2 separate regions of the Mus musculus genome follow, and region 1 is linked to region 2. Evidence: chromatin contacts called from public Hi-C data. All regions are on one chromosome and are shown on one strand. The core of a region is the stretch at or near the end of the contact, and the rest is flanking DNA. Distances in the headings are between cores, read along the strand shown. Region 1 holds the start of Akr1c20 (aldo-keto reductase family 1, member C20). Region 2 has its middle 49 kb from the start of Akr1c6.

The links. A called contact is a pair of places that touch in the nucleus more often than the background predicts.
Region 1: a Hi-C map of liver shows a contact between it and region 2, with 4 times the contacts expected there. The contact joins the promoter of Akr1c20 here to the enhancer-like site in region 2. A contact is called at or near these places in 3 of 39 promoter capture datasets (liver and macrophages), 7 of 484 Hi-C or Micro-C datasets (liver and nephron progenitors) and 1 of 115 datasets of contacts at active chromatin or transcription factors (liver).

What each region holds. Positions count from the first base shown.
Region 1 is chr13:4,521,906-4,525,399 of GRCm38.p6, forward strand. It overlaps Akr1c20 (aldo-keto reductase family 1, member C20), which reads right to left and starts at 1,439. Exons shown (of 9, transcript NM_001311132.1): 1 at 1,326-1,439. The coding sequence starts at 1,409.
Region 2 is chr13:4,383,727-4,387,222 of GRCm38.p6, forward strand. It overlaps the pseudogene Gm9973. Among named protein-coding and RNA genes, the nearest start is that of Akr1c6, 49 kb to the right of the region's middle. Within about 2 kb of position 1,370, at least 6 of the 459 cell types and tissues checked have an H3K27ac peak or open chromatin away from gene starts, as enhancers often do. A contact at or near this core is called in liver, where this site is marked.

The DNA of each region.
Region 1 (3,494 bases), core at 189-2,688, 140 kb after region 2:
TAGAAGACCTAATGCCAATATTCTTCAATCTATTCCACAAAACAGAAACACAAGGAACCCTCCCCAATTTGTTCTATGAAGCCACAATTATGATTATACCTAAACCAAACAAAGAAAACAAAGAGAACTTCAAACTACTTTCCCTTATGAATATTGATATAAAAACACTCAATAAAATTCTCATACACCGAATCCAAGAACACATCAAATGTTTCAACCATCATGATCAAGTAGACATCATCCCAAGAATGCAGTGATGGTTCAATATACGGAAATCCATCAACATAATCCACTATGTAAATAAACCCAAGGAAAAAATTTACATGATCATCACATTAGATGCTGAAAAAGTTTCTATTCTTGTGATAAAATACCATGACCAAAAGCGATTCATAGAAAAAAGGGTTCATCTTACAACACTCATGTCACATTTCATCACTCAGGGAAGTAAAGGCAGAAACTCAAGAAACTCCTGTTGGAGGAAGGAGTTATTGCAAAAGTAATGGAAAGTGCTGCTTACCAGTTTCCTCTTTTTGGCTTGCTCAGTGTGCTTTCTTATGGAACTCAGTACCACCAGCCCAGTGATGGTTACCACCCACAATAGACTGTTCTGGAGCAAAAGACCCTTACTTTCCATTAACTTAGAAAATTCCCTGCAACCTGATATTATGTAGTTATTCTCTTAATGGATATATCTGCCTTCCAAATGACTTTAGCTTGTGTCAACTTGAGGTAAAACTACTCAACACATGAAAAAAACAAACAAACAAACAAACAAACAAACACAGTTTTAAAGCAGGTGAAGTATTTTCAAAAATATACTCAGTATCAAATTTCATCAGGCAGTGTTCTTGCTAGCTTGATTTCTTTCCTTCCTTCCTTCCTTCCTTCCTTCCTTCCTTCCTTCCTTCCTTCCTTCCTTCCTTCCTTTCTTCTTTCTTTCTCTCTTTCTGTCTGTCTGTCTCTCTTTCTTTCTTTTTCTCTCTTTCTCTCTCTCTCTCTCTCTCTGTTTCTTTCTTTCTTTCTTTCTTTCTTTCTTTCTTTCTTTCTTTCTTTCTTTCTTTCTTTCTTTCTTTCTTTCTTTCTTCCTAATTGGGATGGAGAGAAATGGAAGGGAAAACTGGTACCCGCAATAATCTCGAGCTAGGCTCTTGGATCAGTCCATCATGCTTAATGTCACATCTGCCTTTTACTTGCAAAAGGACTAACTCTAGACTGCTAAAAAGAGAACCAGGTTAGCGCTGAAGAACCATATCAGATTCAATGACTGCACCTACCCAAACTCTCTATATGTTTTAACCCTCAACCACAACTGCTATCATTACCTCTTGAGGTGCAGAGGTACCAAACCCGAGTATAGGGATGAAGTGACCATCATTTAGAAGAACTGTCTGCTGCTTGGAATTCATGGCTTCTCAGTCCTCTGACTGAGAAGATACTGAGCTGGCTTCTTTCACAGGACAGAAAATAAATAAATGCTTGGCCTTGTCCTAGATGTCCTTGTAATGAGTAACCAAGGCAGTTTGACAGAAGAAATGAAAGCAGCTTTGCACACATGAAGAGGAAACTGGAACAAATTGGTTTAAACTTTTGTGATTTATTTTTTGTTATTTTATGTTTGTAGGTTTTATGTCATATATTACATGCATGACTGATGATAATGGAGGTCAGAAAAGGGCATACAATCCTCTGAAACTGGAGATACTGATAGTTATTAGCTGCTCTGTGGGTGTTGATGTTTAAAGCCAGGACCTCTGGAGTACTAGCCAACATTCTTAATCTCTGAGTCATCACTCTCAAGCCCCAACTTTTCAAGAATGAGAAATTCTTAAGATAATTAAAAAGCTGGGATGCAGCGCAGTATAAAAAACTTTGCCTATCTTGTGTCTATAATGCTAGTTTCATTTCAGACATCATAGAGAAACCAGAAGAGAAAGGAAAGGGAGCAGAAAGCAAGGGAGAAAGAGAACAGAAGGGTGAGGCTACTGATGATTCCAAACCACTAATTTTTTATAATACAGCCTTATTAGAAGCAACCATGTGTTCTTTTAAATTATTAAAAATGAATGAACTATGCTGATTATATCTCAGGCTACGGAATGGCTCATACCTATTTCTTTATTAGCTTTGTTGTAGTGTTATTTGTTATAAAGATTCTTCTTATTAAAGCAATTACATATCATATAAAACACTTGTTTCATACATATATACAAAGAATTGAAATTCTATTAAACATTAAAATAAACTGTCCTCAAGTGTTAGAGCTGAAAAAATTAGAGAACTGAACACATGCACATTTGTGAAGTACATCCTATATCTTCCTTCTGTGTATCTCATTAGAATAACCTGTGACACAGGTGCAGTTCTTAAAAATACGTTGTGCAAATCATCACATTACTAAGATATGAAAGCTGTGTCCAAAGTACTTTTTAACAAGGAAAATTTGCAACATACACAAAAGAATCATAAAGCTATTAATGATATTTTTGAAACTCACAAAATACATTTGAGTGCTTATGGCTTCGTTGTGACATATATTGGAAGGATTTCCAGCTTGTTAACTTCTGGAAAATATTAGGAAAGGAATCTGCTGTCTAACAGAGTTGGCCTAAGTCTCCAAGTTACCAATTCATATCTACTTCACATCTATTGCCCCAAATTTATTGTTTCATAGAGATCTACCTTATCTACTTGCCTATAACAGTCAGTCCTAACTTTTAGGATAGTATCATGCTAGACAAAGACATGGACCCTTCCTGGAGATCTTAACATCAGAAAGGGAACGGAGAATAAAAGGAAATATACAGTTTTGCCTAAAGTTGACTGAGACTTGAAGAATAAAGGATGATTCACTTTAACTTTGTCAAGAGAAATGAGTTTCCATGATGAAAAAAAAAATCCCATTTAAAGAGTTTCCTGAATATATTTTTATGTAAGTGCAGAATAGCATTACTACCAAAACAAAATAATTAAGATAAATACTTCAACTGTACTGAAGTTTCAGTGTATTGATCTTTTCTTGTTTGATCATAGGCCTTTGAATTTGGTCATAAAGTTGTGGATACAACTGTAACAAGAAAATTACAAAGCGCACAATTAAAAACTTCCTTGTGAAGTTTGAGGATAATTTATTTTAATGTTTAGTACTATTTAAATTCTTTGTATATATACATATATACAAGTGTGCTTCATAAAATAGGTGATTGCTTTAATAAGAAGAAACATAATTAACAACACCACCATGAATCTAATAATGACACAGGTATATGGCATTTTATAGTCTAAGATATCATAAGCATAGTTCATTCGTTTCTAATAATTTTAAAAATACATGGGGGATTCTAACAAGGATGTATTATAAAAAATTAGTGGATTGGAATCATCAGTAGCCTCCTTCCTTCCATTCTCTCTCTCCTCACTCTATGCTCCCCTTCCTTTCTCTTCTGTTTTCTCTATGGTGTTCAGAGTTTGCCCAGCATGATACACACAATAGG
Region 2 (3,496 bases), core at 120-2,619:
CTAGGCTACACCTTCTGCTGGAGACAATATCAAGGACATTGGAAGAAGGGAGTCTCACTCTTGCTCCCTCGCCTGCTTGCCATGTGGAACTGAGTAACTGCTAGATCCTTGGACTTCCATTCCATTGTTGGGAATTGGGCTGCAGACTGTAAGTCATCAATAAATTCCTTTACTATGTAGAGGCTATCCATAAGTTCTGTGACTCTAGAGAACCCTAACTAATACACTGATTGAGTAACATCATGGGCTTATTTTGTTTTAGTTTAAGATGCTGTTATCCAATCAGAATGAGAATTAAAAGTTCAGCAAGTAGTAACAGCAGAGTAGTTATTCAGGGAGACCAAGAGAGCAGATAATGGCACAAATTATTTCCCAACCATGGCAAGATTTTTTTTTAATTTACTGTTGAATAATTAGGATAGAAATAGGTTTTCTTTCAAAGCTAGAGATAGTTTTTTTTTTAATCTCATAAGAAGTATGTATAAATCTCTCCAGATTTGTTGGACAATTTCTTTTAGAGAATATAACTGCTGTTTTGTAAGGACTCAGGTCCTGATCAATAGGTGTACTCAGCAGGGAAAACATCAGAAGAGGAATGTTTAGTCAAACCATTGCTACATGCCGACCAAGTTGTCTCAGAGGTCCAGTAATGTTATCCATTTGAATTTACACATGAAGGAGAATAGCAGGCATCAGAATAAGGGTATGTGCCTAGGTTAAAGTTTTCAGACATTAGACAAGTTTTATCCCCTTGTAAGTCTTATAACATTAATTTGGGCTGCCCCCAGCCATAGTGAGTTTTGCCAGTCAATGGGTTGACAGAATCATTAGCTCTTATCTGTATATTGTATAGTGGTGAAAGACTCCGAGAGGAGCCCCTCGCTCAGGCCTCAGGAAAATAGCAGACACCCAAGAACTCACGACAGACCGAGCTTGTTGCAAACCACATGAGGCTTTATTCGGGGAAAGCCAGAGCTCTGGGGACGACTCATATCCCACGCAGGAGTAGAGGATTCGACCTCGAGGGGAAAGAGTTCCCAGTTTTTATAGGCCCTCAGAGGGGAAAGGAGAAGGAGGAGAGTAGGGGATTTCCAGATCTAAACAATGTCTATTCTCAAGAAATGGGTATGGGAGGGGTACAAGGAAAGAGTCTAATGAAGGTGCAGCAATGGGCACACACCTGGTCAAAACATTGGCAGACACACAGGTTCAAGGAGTGGCCAAAGCATTGTGCACCTCTATTTTTCTAAATCAGTGAAGCTAGTTCTGCTAACAATGACGTCTATCTTGCCAATTTCAGGGCTTCTGTGTCCTTTTACATTTTGCCAAGATCTTTCATTGGCTAGGTATTCAAGCATAACCAGAAACTGTGGCTGATTTTTATTTAGCTAGGAATGATTAACTTTATGACAGGGTCTATTCCTGTGGCATAGGATCTGACTCTGCAGTATTTTTTTTTCCTGTTTTCCAAAGGCCAGAATCCTTTTAAAGAAAAATTTCAGGAATCTTCAGTTTTATGGCCCCAGTTTTTACAAATGGAAGTTACCTTGTTTCTGGTAACTGGAGGGCCCAGCTGGAGGACAGAATAGAATTATAAATGCTATTTTTATCTCAAAGTTAAAATTTTATATCATATATATATATATATATGAGAGAGAGAGAGAAGATGGAATATTATTAGATTGCTGGTCTATAGTCATACTAGCTAATGCAATCCTTGTATCTGTTTTCCTCTCTTCCTAGTCTAGGCCTTAGTGTGGTTGAACCATGACCCTGTGCTCATACCCAAAGTTTAAAACACATGCCTTAGGAGGAGGTAGAGCATCAGGGAATGGAAGGACCTAGAGACACAAATATATATTAATTTCCATGGATTTGTCATCAGAGACACTTCATTTAGCACCATCCATTTCAATTTCTTGCCCTGGGTATGGTGAATCCAGGGTTTAATGCCAGCCACCTACACAGCCATAAGTGTGGAAAGAATCACCATATGGCTTCCATTCTGAGTTAATTTTAGTTCCTCCTCAGCTATCTGCTTGACCCAGACAGTATCATCATACTGGAACAAGAGGAAACAGGTGGTAGACTCAGAGGTTGGCTGCATCTCTTGGACATTCTAATTTGTGGAGGACTAAAGTGCTTATAGTGACTTGAGAAAGAAATGGCTTGAGAGTTCTGCCAACTCTTGGTTTCTGAGCCTAGGAAGCAATGGGAAGAGGTCTTCAGACATAATCTCCTTGGGGGATGGGGGTAAATTCCTTCTTATATGGGGTGTAGCACACTGAATCAAAGCAAGGTAATAGGCCTCTCCATCTTTGCTGGACTCTAATGAGAGTTTTGTTAGTTTATTTTAACATTTTTTGTTGTTGTTGTTATCACTGAGGTCTATATGTAAGATGAAGTTTTAAAGCTTTAGCTGTTGAAAGATTTTAGCTATGAAAGCCAGGTCATGGTCTGACCCCATTGCTTGGAGGATGCCAAATTAGAAGACCAGTTCTTGGAGGAGATTTTTAGGTACTACTTGAACAGTTTGACTCCAGGTGGAGAATGCTTCTACTAGTCCTGAAAAGGTATCTTTAAAATCTAACAAGTAACCCAGATATAGCTCTCTCTTCTGAGACTATGCCGAGGCCTAGTAAACACAGAAGTGGATGATCACAGTCAGCTATTGGATGGGTCACAGGGCTCCCAATGGAGGAGCTAGAAAATTTACCCAAGGAGCTAAAAGGAACTGCAACCCTATAGGTGGAACAACAATATGAACTAACCAGTACCCCGGAGCTCTTGTCTCTAGCTGCATATGTATCAAAAGATGGCCTAGTGGGCCATCACTGCAAAGAGAGGCCCATTGGACTTGCAAACTTTATATGCCCCAGTACAGGGGAACGCCAGGGCCAAAAAGGGGGAGTGGGTGGGTAGGGGATTAGGGGGGTGGGTATGGGGGACCTTTGGGATAGCATTGAAAATGTAAACGAGGAAAATACCTAATAATAATAAAAAAAAATCTAACAAGTAATTGTATCCTCCCTCAACAAACTGGATATTGGTGAGGTCACTTTTCTAGAGTTTGTGAAAATGTTGGTCTCTCATTTGGACCCCTTCCTGGGTAAAAGTTCTCTGTTTTAGATTCACTTCAGCACAAACCTGCTATCTGGTTGAGATATCCCAAGTTAAACTGGCCAGACTAGGTATAACATACCTTGATCTGAGTAACTCAGAAAGTTTTGTGGACCCCAGAAGAGTATTCTGATGTATGTTAGTTACCCAATAGTCCTGTCAATTGGTTCTAGAAGAATGATCATTCCCTCTGATATCCTCCACCATATTTTGTTTAGTACAAAGTTTCAGGCAGTACCAGGTTGTGGTAAGTCATCAGACTAGGAGAAGAACACACTGGTTTTACGGTTGTCTTTTGTACAGCAGGGTCAGAAGAACCCTAGCAGTTGAGGTTAGCAATTTTTAGTGGAAGACAAATAGCCTCTAGGAAGATCAA